Linked DNA regions of Sus scrofa: region 1 is linked to region 2. Evidence: chromatin contacts called from public promoter capture Hi-C data. All regions are on one chromosome and are shown on one strand. Each heading gives the region's core, a stretch centred on a gene start, on an enhancer-like site or on the middle of the called end of the contact. The rest is flanking DNA. Distances are from core to core; before and after follow the strand shown.

Region 1 (5,160 bases), core at 417-2,916, 900 kb before region 2:
CTGCCAATGTGGATGTCCAAGGTTTCAGAACATATTAGCGACAATTAAATGTGTAAAAGGAGCCAAACTAATTACATGGGGAGTTTAGAAACACAAAGGAAAATAACGAAGACAGAGTTTGTTTTAGGAGCTGGGAGAGGTGAAATTCGCTCCCAGTTCTGTCCATTTGGGTGACTTTGGTCTGCTCATTTAGCCGTCGCAACTTGTTTTTCTCATCTTCCAAACGAGAGTAATGGACTAAATAACCTAATTGGCTGTGATACATTATGATTTTAATTTTATCAGCTCTTAGAAGTATCTGGGAGGGAAAAAGGGATTACTTATCCTGAATTTTCGTTAATAAATACACATTATGAAGTTAGATTTACTATGCTAAATTTCCCCCAAATCCTTTGAAAATAGGCATTTTCTCAATAAATATTGTAATATTTTAATAGTAGTATTAATTGCCCATTATTTACTGCCTTGTGATGTTTTACATTCATACATTACCCATCTTTCTGACTCCAAAGGCTCTGCTCTTAACCTCACCACAGTCTTTTTTTAAGTCACCTTAACTAATGTGTCTGCTGTGTTTTAATATTAAAACTTACGAGTCACGGATGATTACGAGCATTAAGTGCCCAGGGCAGAGCCTCAGACAACGCTGAAATTCAATAAGTAGTATTTTAAATTTCACTATTATTTGTATTAATAAAACTTATATAACTCAAAATCCTGTGGGGGCAATTAAATCGGCAGGAATTTCTAATGATCCCCCTTCCTTTTAATTGCAAGATACTAAACCACCTCAAAACCAGGGATACTTTGGGTCAAGAGAACCCTATGCAGCAGCAACATTTTACTTATGCACCGAGTACCACGCCTAACCAAAATACGAACAAAATCGCTTTTCGCAGTTAACTATCGTCGACTTTGAGATGGCCTTCCCTCTCTCCAAAATAAAACCAAACGCCAGTAACACGAAGCCCTGTTAGGGAGGTAAGGATCCAGGCGGCCAGAACACTTCTGGAGAGACACCGGGGCACTCGGCACACCTTCAGGGTCACACCCTGCAGCCCAACAACCAGCCCTTCTCTTGTCCACCCGAAAGGCAGCCCAGGAAGTGGGAGAGGCTCTTTGGATATTTAGTGCCCAGCTGGAACCATTCTCCCACTCAACCTCTCCCCTCAAGGCTGGCAGGGCGTTTCTAGGAAGTCCAGGTTCCGAGCTGAGCGAGGTAATTGGGACAGAGTACGGGGCACGCGAGGGGGCTGGCGCGAGAGGCTTCACGGCTCGACTCTCGCCGGGCAAAAGGAAGCGGCGACTGGACCTGCGAGTCCAGCCAGGGTACCTTGAGTCCAGCGGCAGAAGATGGTGTCAGAGAGTCCAGGGCTGCTCTTGGTGCCCCACACCAGCTCCATCAGCTCTTTAGTCAGTTCGGACATGATCGGGTGCCGGCGAGCGGGTGTTGGCTTTCAGGACTCCTGCCCCGGCACATGGGGAAGGGGCGGATTCCGAGACAGGAGTGGCGGGACGGCGGGCGGCAAAGGAGCTGGAAGGTTTAGCCCCGAGGAAGGCGAAAGAAGAGCGCTCCACTTGCAGGGACAGCGCCTGTCAAGCCGGGTCGGAGCTGCAGCAGAGTTTCCCGTACCGGAAGTACTGAGGCCGCTTCCGGCTCCGCTTTCGCTCCCGCCCCTACAGCCGGAGGGCCGGGCGTCACCTCCCCGGAAGCGGAAGTGGGGGCAGAATGCGCTGAGGACCTGCGGAGGCTACTGGCCTCTCTGAACTTAGTGCCCGACCGGCTGGACCGGTGGCTGCCTTTGTATTGGCAGGAGCACCGCGTCCCATGGGCGCTGGCATATTTCTACCATCCTGGAAAACTCCATTCTCACTGCACTGCTTTGAGCTTGTCTGGAGGCACCGAGGCCCAAGCCCAGGGGCTCGCTCAGAACAGAGCCTCCACCTTAAAATTCTGAAATCTGAATTATTCCAAACTGCAGCTTTAAGGTGATGGTTGAGTCTCCGCAAGAAAACGGCCGTGTCTGTGTAGAGAACCATGATAAATTGAAGGCTATCAGCCTCTTGATAAATCGTATAAGTCAAACCAGCTGTTAACATAACCAGAGACTGTGGTGCATCATGCCTTAGAAATGTCTCTGCAGAATTACAAAGGCATTTATATGAAAACAGATTCCAAGCTGCTTGTTTGTAAAAGGTAGAGCAGTTTCATCTACAAGTTTCAATGCTGTAGGGTGTGTGGGCAACACCTGAACTAAAGACCAGGTTTTAATCATTTACGGGCATTCAATTACATTTCGTTTGGGTAAAAACTTAGGTTTATGATGCTCAAGAAGAGAACTTATTCTGGCTGAGCTTTGAATTTAAAACTAAAAGGCATTTAATCTGATGAATTACTGTCATGTAGAAAATACGAGGGTTTGCTAATTTATACTTTATTTTCAACTTAAGCAGCCTTTGCTGTAGTTAAAAGGAATTGTTCAAAGAGCTTCAACCATATCCATAGTCTTCCTTCTAATTGTTAGTCCCTTTGGAATATCCTTTATCCTGTTTCAAACCAAATCTTACCCATTTTTCAAGACCTAGTACACATGGCATTTTGTAATAGAGCTTTCCCCAGTCATTACAATATAAAGGAAAATTTTTATCTTCTGAAATTTTGTAGCACCTTATCTGTAACTTGCTTATGATAATTATCATCACTTCTATTTACAAAGAATTATTTATCCTTCTCCTGGGATACACATTTATGAAAGCCAAGGTCTCATCTTATTCATAGTACCTGCTAAAGAGCCATAACTTAGCTAGATTTCAATAAGTATTAGCTGACAGAATGAAATTTACCTTTAATGGAACTTAAGAATTCACTATTGGAGTTCCCGTCGTGGCGCAGGGGTTAACGAATCCGACTAGGAACCATGAGGTTGCGGTTTTGATCCCTGCCCTTGCTCAGTGGGTTAATGTTCCCGCGTTGCCGTGAGCTGTGGTGTAGGTCGCAGACGTGGCTCCGATCCCGCTTTGCTGTGGCTCTGGCTTAGGCCGGCTGCTACCCCTAGCCTGGGAACCTCCATATGCCATGGGAGCGGCCCAAGAAATAGCAAAAAGACAAAAAAAAAAAAAAAAAAAAGAAAGAGTTCACTATCTTTCAGAAAGTAAGGAAATCAGTACCATTGACTGGTCCAATTAAATATCTAACATTTGCACGGTGATTTACAATACCTAATTATTTCACATCCTGAAAGACATAGATGGGTCAATGTTTATAGATCCTGTAAGTGGCAGAACTCTGTAAGTTCAAAGGTGTTTGCCACCATTGTTTTCTTCCCATTAATAGACAGTAATTATAGATTTGATTAACTGTTGATAGATATAAAGAAAAAACTATAGTTTCAAAATGTATTTTTAAAAATGAAATAGGGAGTTCCCTTTGTGGCTCAGCAGTTAAAAAATCCAATGAGTATCCATGAGGATGCGTGTTCGATCCCTGGCCTCGCTCAGTGGGTTAAGGATCCAGCATTGCCATGAACTGTGGTGTACGTTGCAGACATGGCTTGGATCCTGAGTTGCTGTGACTGTGGCATAGGCTGGCAGCTGTGTAGCTCCAGTTTAACCCCTAGCCTGGGAACTTCCGTATGACATGGGACTGAGTCTAAAAAGCATACAAAATTTTAAAAAATAGTAAAAATAAAAATGAAATATTCCTTTATCTGTGATTTTTCTTAGTTTCCAGCTGTGATGAAGCTGGAAAAATCTTGGGTAGACATTGGTATGTATGTTCTTTCCACCCTTAGGTTATGTTCTTTATTTGCAATGTTTAAAAATTTTTAATTAGCAGGATGTATTTTTAACAAGGAATATTAAATTATTTATGTTGCTTAATTATTCATTACTTATAACATTTAAATGATGAACTTGCTTAAGCTACAGTAGAAAGGCAAATTAACATTCATTTAAAAATTTTTTATTTGGTAATTTATAGAAAAATAATAAAAATTGCAAGCAGTCAAATTTGCTGCAATATATCTGGTACAGGACAATAAAGACTTTCTCACTTATTATAGTGATTTGAAAATTATGTAAATTTTTGGAGTGTTTTTCTCGCTCCATATTTTAGCATACTATTATTTTTTTCCTTAGAACCATCTATGATTTTGATTAAATTGAAGTGTATCATTAAGATGCACAGAGGTTGCATAAATTATATTTGATCATAAAAGAGAGTCCTAAAATATGAGAAACTTCCTGTTCACACCTAGTTTTATTAGTAGTATTTCTCTTTCTTTCAAATTCAAGTCAGGGCACTTCCATAAAACTGGGCTTAGATTTCCATGATAATTAATTCTCTTTAGCCTACCTCACAGCAAAGTTAATTACTCTATTATCAAACCCTAAATCTGTGCTTAATTATTTTCTTGGCTATCCCCAAATTTCCCTGTCAACTAAAAGCAAAACAGCTCCATTACCATGTCCCTAGCAACTATGATGAAAAGAACAATTCTCCAGCTAGAAGCCCTCAACTGCTAATTTATTGTAGTTTCACTACCACTTACTTAGGAGAAATCAGTCTTTCAAAAACCCACCCTACAATAAGATTTAATTCTAGGCAGGTTGCTATGACAACCCTGTACTCATTTGTTAATAAAACTATTTCATTTACATGCCTTATGTCTTCTATTAACAGTATAAATCTATCAAACAAATGAAACTCTTTCCTTTGCATCACTTTAACCTTATCTCAGCAGGATAATTTTCCAATCAAGCATACCAAAGTCCTTTGAAACCCACCATTGTCATACTCAAATATGGCATAGTGTATCATTTCCCAAAGTATTTCCTATGAACATTAATACACGGTGGAAAAGGGCTTCTATTATTAAGTGCTGGGTTAAAGTAAAACAAGAGGTGGGATTATATTCAAGGTTAAAAACCACATTAGGATCATTTTATTCACCGAGCTTCTCATACAGTTTATGTTCTACAGAATACTATTTGGGAATCACTGGTATAAGGAAAGAGTTTTGATAGGAATTAGAAAATCTGGATGCTAGTTTTTATTTGGATATTATTACCTTGGATGAGTCACTTAACACACTATATTGTCTTTTTTCATCTTTAGAGAGAACTAAATTTAGATAATCTCTTAATATCCCATTTATTTCA
Region 2 (5,372 bases), core at 2,002-4,501:
CTGCAGCATATGGAAGTTCCTGGGCTAGGGGTTGAATGGGAGCTGCAACTGCAGGCCTACACCACAGCCACACCAAAGCTAAGCTGCATCTGCAACTTAGGCTGCAGCCTGCTGCAAGGCCAGAGCCTTATTACATTAAGCGAGGCCAGGGATCGCACCTGCATTCTCAGAGAGACAATGTTGGGTCCCTAACTCACTGAGCCACAACACGAACTTCCTAAAATATTAAATTATATACCATGCAGTGTGCCCTACTGCTAAACAAACCCCAGTGGAGGGTGGGATTCTGAATGCATCCTGGACCCTCCAGACTCCAGAAGCCAGGAGTTATAGCAGGAAGCAGCCACTCCCAGGTCTAGCACACTCCAGAGGCTGGAGGAGGTGGAATTTCCAAATTCACTTCCACTAAACTCCCCAAGAATCGCTCTTGCTCTTCCTGAAGTTACTTCTTTAGGAAAATGCAAGGATGACCCTGCTTTTCAGCTCCTCATGTTACACCGGAAACTGCTTTTTCAGGAAGCAAGTGGCTATCTTTTCTCCTTTGGTAAAAGCCAGGGCTTCAAAGAGATAATACAACCGGACTGAAATAGCTCCGCCACCCTCCCCACAGAGGGGAGACTCCTCTTCAAAGCTAAGGAGTAGAAAGCTCCTCTGATGAAAGCAACCTTTTTTCAACCCTCTAAGAAAAAAGTTCTGAGGAGCAGCGAGCCGTGGGGCCACCTCACGGCCCAGCCAGGCCCCCTGCTTGCCGCTCACCATCCTCTGCCTGTGATGCAGCCATGTCCCCAAGGACCATCAGGGCCCTGGCAGGGCAGTGCAAGGACACACCCAGATCTGCAACTGCCAGTTCAGTACCACAGACACCTGCTCTGTTGCAGCCACCAAGAAGCTGTCACCCCTGAGAGAGGCCAGCACATCCCAGGAGGCTGAGATGCTAACTCGTACAAAAGCTGAGCTTAAGAGCAGCTAATCCCTGGGGATGACCAAACACCCATCACCTCTGGCTTCGCATCCCCTTGCCCTTTGCCAAGATGCATCAATGGCACGAAGCCTGAGCTCTGTCCCGGGTGCAAACCAGGGCTTCATGGTAACTGACTCTACTCTCTCCAGGCCTCACGAGTGAACTGTCCCCTTTTAGGGTCCCCTGGACATCTCCCCTTCTCCTCCAGTGTCACATCCAGGTCTGGAGCTCATCAACTTGCGGGCTTAATCCATCATTCCTTCCTTCATCTGTCAAACAGTTGTGAGTACCCTTCGTGTTCCAGGCACTATAACAAAGGAGGCCCATGGGAACACTGCACTGCTTCCATCTCCCCAGCCTCCCGGTGGGGGAGAGAGGGCTCTGGATTAAGAACACATCACAATCCTGAGTAACAAGGGTCAGGAAGCAAGGTGCGTCCAACTTCACTAAGGGGGGCGAGACTCTAAATCAGCTTGATACAGACACAGAAGGCTTCTCACAGGCTGTGACATCTGAGCTGACTCTCAACAGTTAAGCCGAAGGACTGGGGCGGGGGGTTGAAAGGGAGGAAACAATATTTCTAAATGTACAAAGACCTGAAAGAGTGCCCTGGTTCAGGAAGGACCATCAGTTCAGCGTGGCAGAGGTGCCAGATGCATGGAAGGAACAGGCACTAAGGTAGGTTAGAATCAGATTCAGAAAGAAACAGGTCCCCCCAAGGAACCTGGAGCATTACCATTAGCAATGGCCAAGCGAGGGAGAAAGTCCAAACTTCAGCCACATTCAGCTGTGTGGCTGCGGTGTAGGCCTGCAGTTGCAGTTCCCATTCAACCCCTAGCCTGAAGAAGTGTCTGGTTTCACCACTAATTAGTTGCCAATATCTAAAAATTAGGAATTTGCATATAAAAATCTGGATTCTTGGCTTCATAGAAAAAACCTGACAATACTGGGCCAACATCCCCACGTGGTGACATTTGTTTGATCTGAGTGGCAGGTGTAGCAGCTTAACCCTTCAGACAGGACACCTATTAAGGCTGGAATTCATGACCATTCCCACCTGGTCCCTGAAGGCATGTGAGTTTGCAATCCTCGAGAGTTACAGTAAGATACACGTTAGGTGGAAATAACACTGAAAGCGATACAGTGCCTAAAGTACAGAAGCAGTAAAACTGGAGGCAAGCGGGAAAGGTAGGAAGACAGCACAAGAGCACAGGAGGAGGTAACAAAAGTCTGAACTGTTAAGAAACTAAACCCAGCAAAAGGTAATGAGTCAAGAAATGTTTAACTTCCTCCAAGTACAAGAATACTTCCTAGGGAACTTTTTTGTGGCATCTGTTCAAGGGCCAAAAACTATAGTAAGAGAATGGAAAAATGATTCAGAAATAATTTTCCATTAAAAAAACCAAGTAGCTATTTGGTAAACTGTATGGGAAATCCACCCAAATGCCATTAATCATAGCAGACAACTGATGCCGGCCAGCGGCCACGGTCTGTGTGATTCTTAACCAGGCTCTCTGGTCCGTTTTCCAGCTGAGACAGAACAAACTCTGACTGCAAGCTTTCTGAGCTTGACGAGTGCTGTATACAAGCAGGGGGTGGGATGTAAACCATTATAACGTCTCACACTGTGACCAGCAGTTGTTAAACTTTTCCTCCGAGGCGAAAGTCCTCTGGAGACTTACACAAGCCGTTGACGTCCAGCATGTTGGAGATGCCCCGGTCACTCATGTCCACTTCCGGCTGGTTCTTCTCTCTGCTCTCCTCCACCAACTTTTTCAGAGACTTGGACATGACCTGGACCAAACGACAACAACAAAGCACGTGGGCGACGTCCAGGAGGGTGCAGGGAGAGATAAGAGGGTACTCCTGGCTGGCACTCTCCAGGGTTCCCCCAGCCCGGACAAGTGGACAACAGGCGGCAGGGTCCGGTAGCCGGGAGGGGGGATGGGGAGGGCGGGGCAGGGTAGTGGAAAGGGTCCAGCACCATTCCCGCCGCGTAAAGAGAAGTAAACGCAAGTGCAACGCCACACACACACACACTCACTGTGAAAGGCAGCACCTAACAGGTTGGGCGTGGAAATGACAGGATTCCGCAGGGCTCACTCCGGCGGCGAGCGATGCACTCGGTCGGTGCGAATTCGGCACCCGAACCAGGAACACGCCCTGTCCCGGCGCTCGGCGCAAGCGCACACCGGGACGAGCTCAGCTCCACGCCCCGCCCGCGCGGGACCCTTCCCTAATTAGGAAAACAGCTTACTAGACGTGGCTTAGGGCGAGGCTCCGCCCATAAAAGAATGTGTGCCCCGCGGCCGACCAATCACGGCAGCTATTCGGCCTCGAGACTCCGCCCCACCCGTGGTGAGTCCATCCCTCTGGCATCACCTCAGGTTGGAGATTCTGATTGGGCTGAATTCGGTGCGCCCTAGTTCGGCGCAGGCTCAGTTTGTAGGTTGAAGCCAGAGCGCTGTGGGCGGAAGCCGGGAAGTCTGGGGAGTGGCGGTGCATGGATGGTTGTAGCTCAGGTAGAATCCCATTGAAGCTATAAGTAAATTTTCTTTCAATGTGCTGCTTCTTTGTGATTCCACTTGCTGGAAGTTGCTACCCTGAGGCCATATCCCCCAGGTGCATCTCCCACTACATTATGAGCTCCTGAAAGCAAGAACTTTATGGTCTGTGTCCCTGGTGCCAGGTCGCAATCATGGACCGCTGGGTCCCAAGAAGGGGATATGTAGCCAGATAAATACGTAGCTTCTCTGTTCATAGGCTATGTCGTAGTTTAGTTTGCTTTATATTAAGTGATGATTTCCTTATACAATTTTCATTTTTTTTAACTAGGATTTGTTTTGTCTTCTTGTATCCTTAAGCTTTTCATTATTCTCCAGTGTTTGGAATCCAGTGAATCCTTGAAGACTTTAAAAACCTACTCATTTACTGCTCTAACTTGGATTTCTTCTGTCCTTTCAGATGAGGGGTTATCTATCATTTCTTTTCACTTGGTTCCTGGGTTTAAACACACATTTCTCTAGGCGTCTTGCTGGAGTAACTACCCTCAAGTAAATTTCTCTGAAAGGATGGCACAAATGTTAAGGAATTGCATGTTTTTAATTGTCCTTATCTTGCCCACACCTTTGATAATTTGCTTAGCATGGAATTCGGTTGAAAATCAGTTTCACTTAAGTCTCAGTGGCATTGTTCTACTGACTTATTTCAATGTTGGTGCCCAGAAACATACTGATCTCCTAAATCACTGCAAGAACTGCTGTTTTCCCTTGGGAAGCATTTGTGATCTTTTTATTCGCCGTGTTTCTGAAATTGCACCATACTATCTCTGATGGGAGGTTGTTTTTAATTTAATCTGTTTAGTGCTCACTGGGTCCTTTTCGGAGGACACTTCATTTCTCTCCTCCTCTCTGAAAATTGTTATCTGTTATAACTTTAAAATTTCTTTCCTGCCATTTTATCTGATTTATTCCAGAAATCTTTTTAGATGGCAGCCTCCTGGGCCAGTTTTCACTAGCTGTGCTGTTTTGGTTTTTTCCTCATGTATGCCCTTTAAAACAAACAATGTTCTAGGAGATTTTCTCTTTTATCTTCCAAATCTCTATTAATAAAATTTTTTAAATTGTCTATTAATGAAACATACTTCTTAAGACCTCCTTCTTCTTTAATGCTATCCTGCTTTTGTTTCATGAATGCACACTCTTCTCAGATATTTCTGAGGATAACAATTTTTAAACCTCTCTTCTGTTCGCTAACTTGTTTCCTCCTGTCCCTTTTTTGTTAGTGTGTCTAATTCTTTCCATTTTAGGCTACTGTAATTCCTCCTCTGTCAGGTGATTCCTGGCTGTCCTTTTGTATTTAAGCATGAGGTCCAAGTGATTTTTCTAGATAGCTGACCTGGATTCTTTCCTCTTCTGTTGTTAATGTGTATTTGTTTCCCTCCTAGGTCGTCATTACTTTTCTTTGGGCTGTTTGTTAAATTTCTTCAGAGGTCAGAACCCAGTTTTATGCTGCATGTAATCACAAGGCTGCCTTCCCTGGTGAAAGATAAATGGGAATGGTAAGCACCAAGGAACAGGTGCATCACTTTCTGTCCCGCCCTCTCACACTGCACCTGCCAGCCTCACATCCAGATAATCCATGGAAAGTCAACTCCCAACTCTGCTGCATTCTCTTGAATTTATTTTGAGCTACAGTTTCTTTCTGTTTAATTTTCAGTATGCTTACATTCACTGCCAGTTTTCAAAAAAAAAAAAAAAAAGCTTTTTTTCTATTTAGGGCCACACCCAAGGCATATGGAAGTTCCAAGACTAGGAGTCAAATCAGAGCTGTAGCTTCCTGCCTACACCACAGCCACAGCAACTCGGGATCAGAGCCGCGTCTGCGACCTATACCACAGCTCACGGCAATG

The links. Promoter capture Hi-C pulls out the DNA fragments that hold promoters and counts their contacts.
Region 1: a promoter capture Hi-C map of liver shows a contact between it and region 2, with 13 times the contacts expected there. The contact joins the promoter of MINDY3 here to the promoter of RSU1 in region 2. A contact is called at or near these places in 3 of 5 promoter capture datasets (fetal liver, fetal skeletal muscle and liver), 1 of 47 Hi-C or Micro-C datasets (embryonic fibroblasts) and 2 of 2 datasets of contacts at active chromatin or transcription factors (alveolar macrophages and skeletal muscle).

What each region holds. Positions count from the first base shown.
Region 1 is chr10:45,976,594-45,981,753 of Sscrofa11.1, reverse strand. It overlaps MINDY3 (ubiquitin carboxyl-terminal hydrolase MINDY-3), which reads right to left and starts at 1,666. Exons shown (of 14, transcript XM_005656813.3): 1 at 1,334-1,666. The coding sequence starts at 1,427.
Region 2 is chr10:45,076,893-45,082,264 of Sscrofa11.1, reverse strand. RSU1 (ras suppressor protein 1) reads right to left here and starts at 3,251. Exons shown (of 12, transcript XR_002336347.1): 1 at 3,006-3,251; 2 at 2,644-2,755.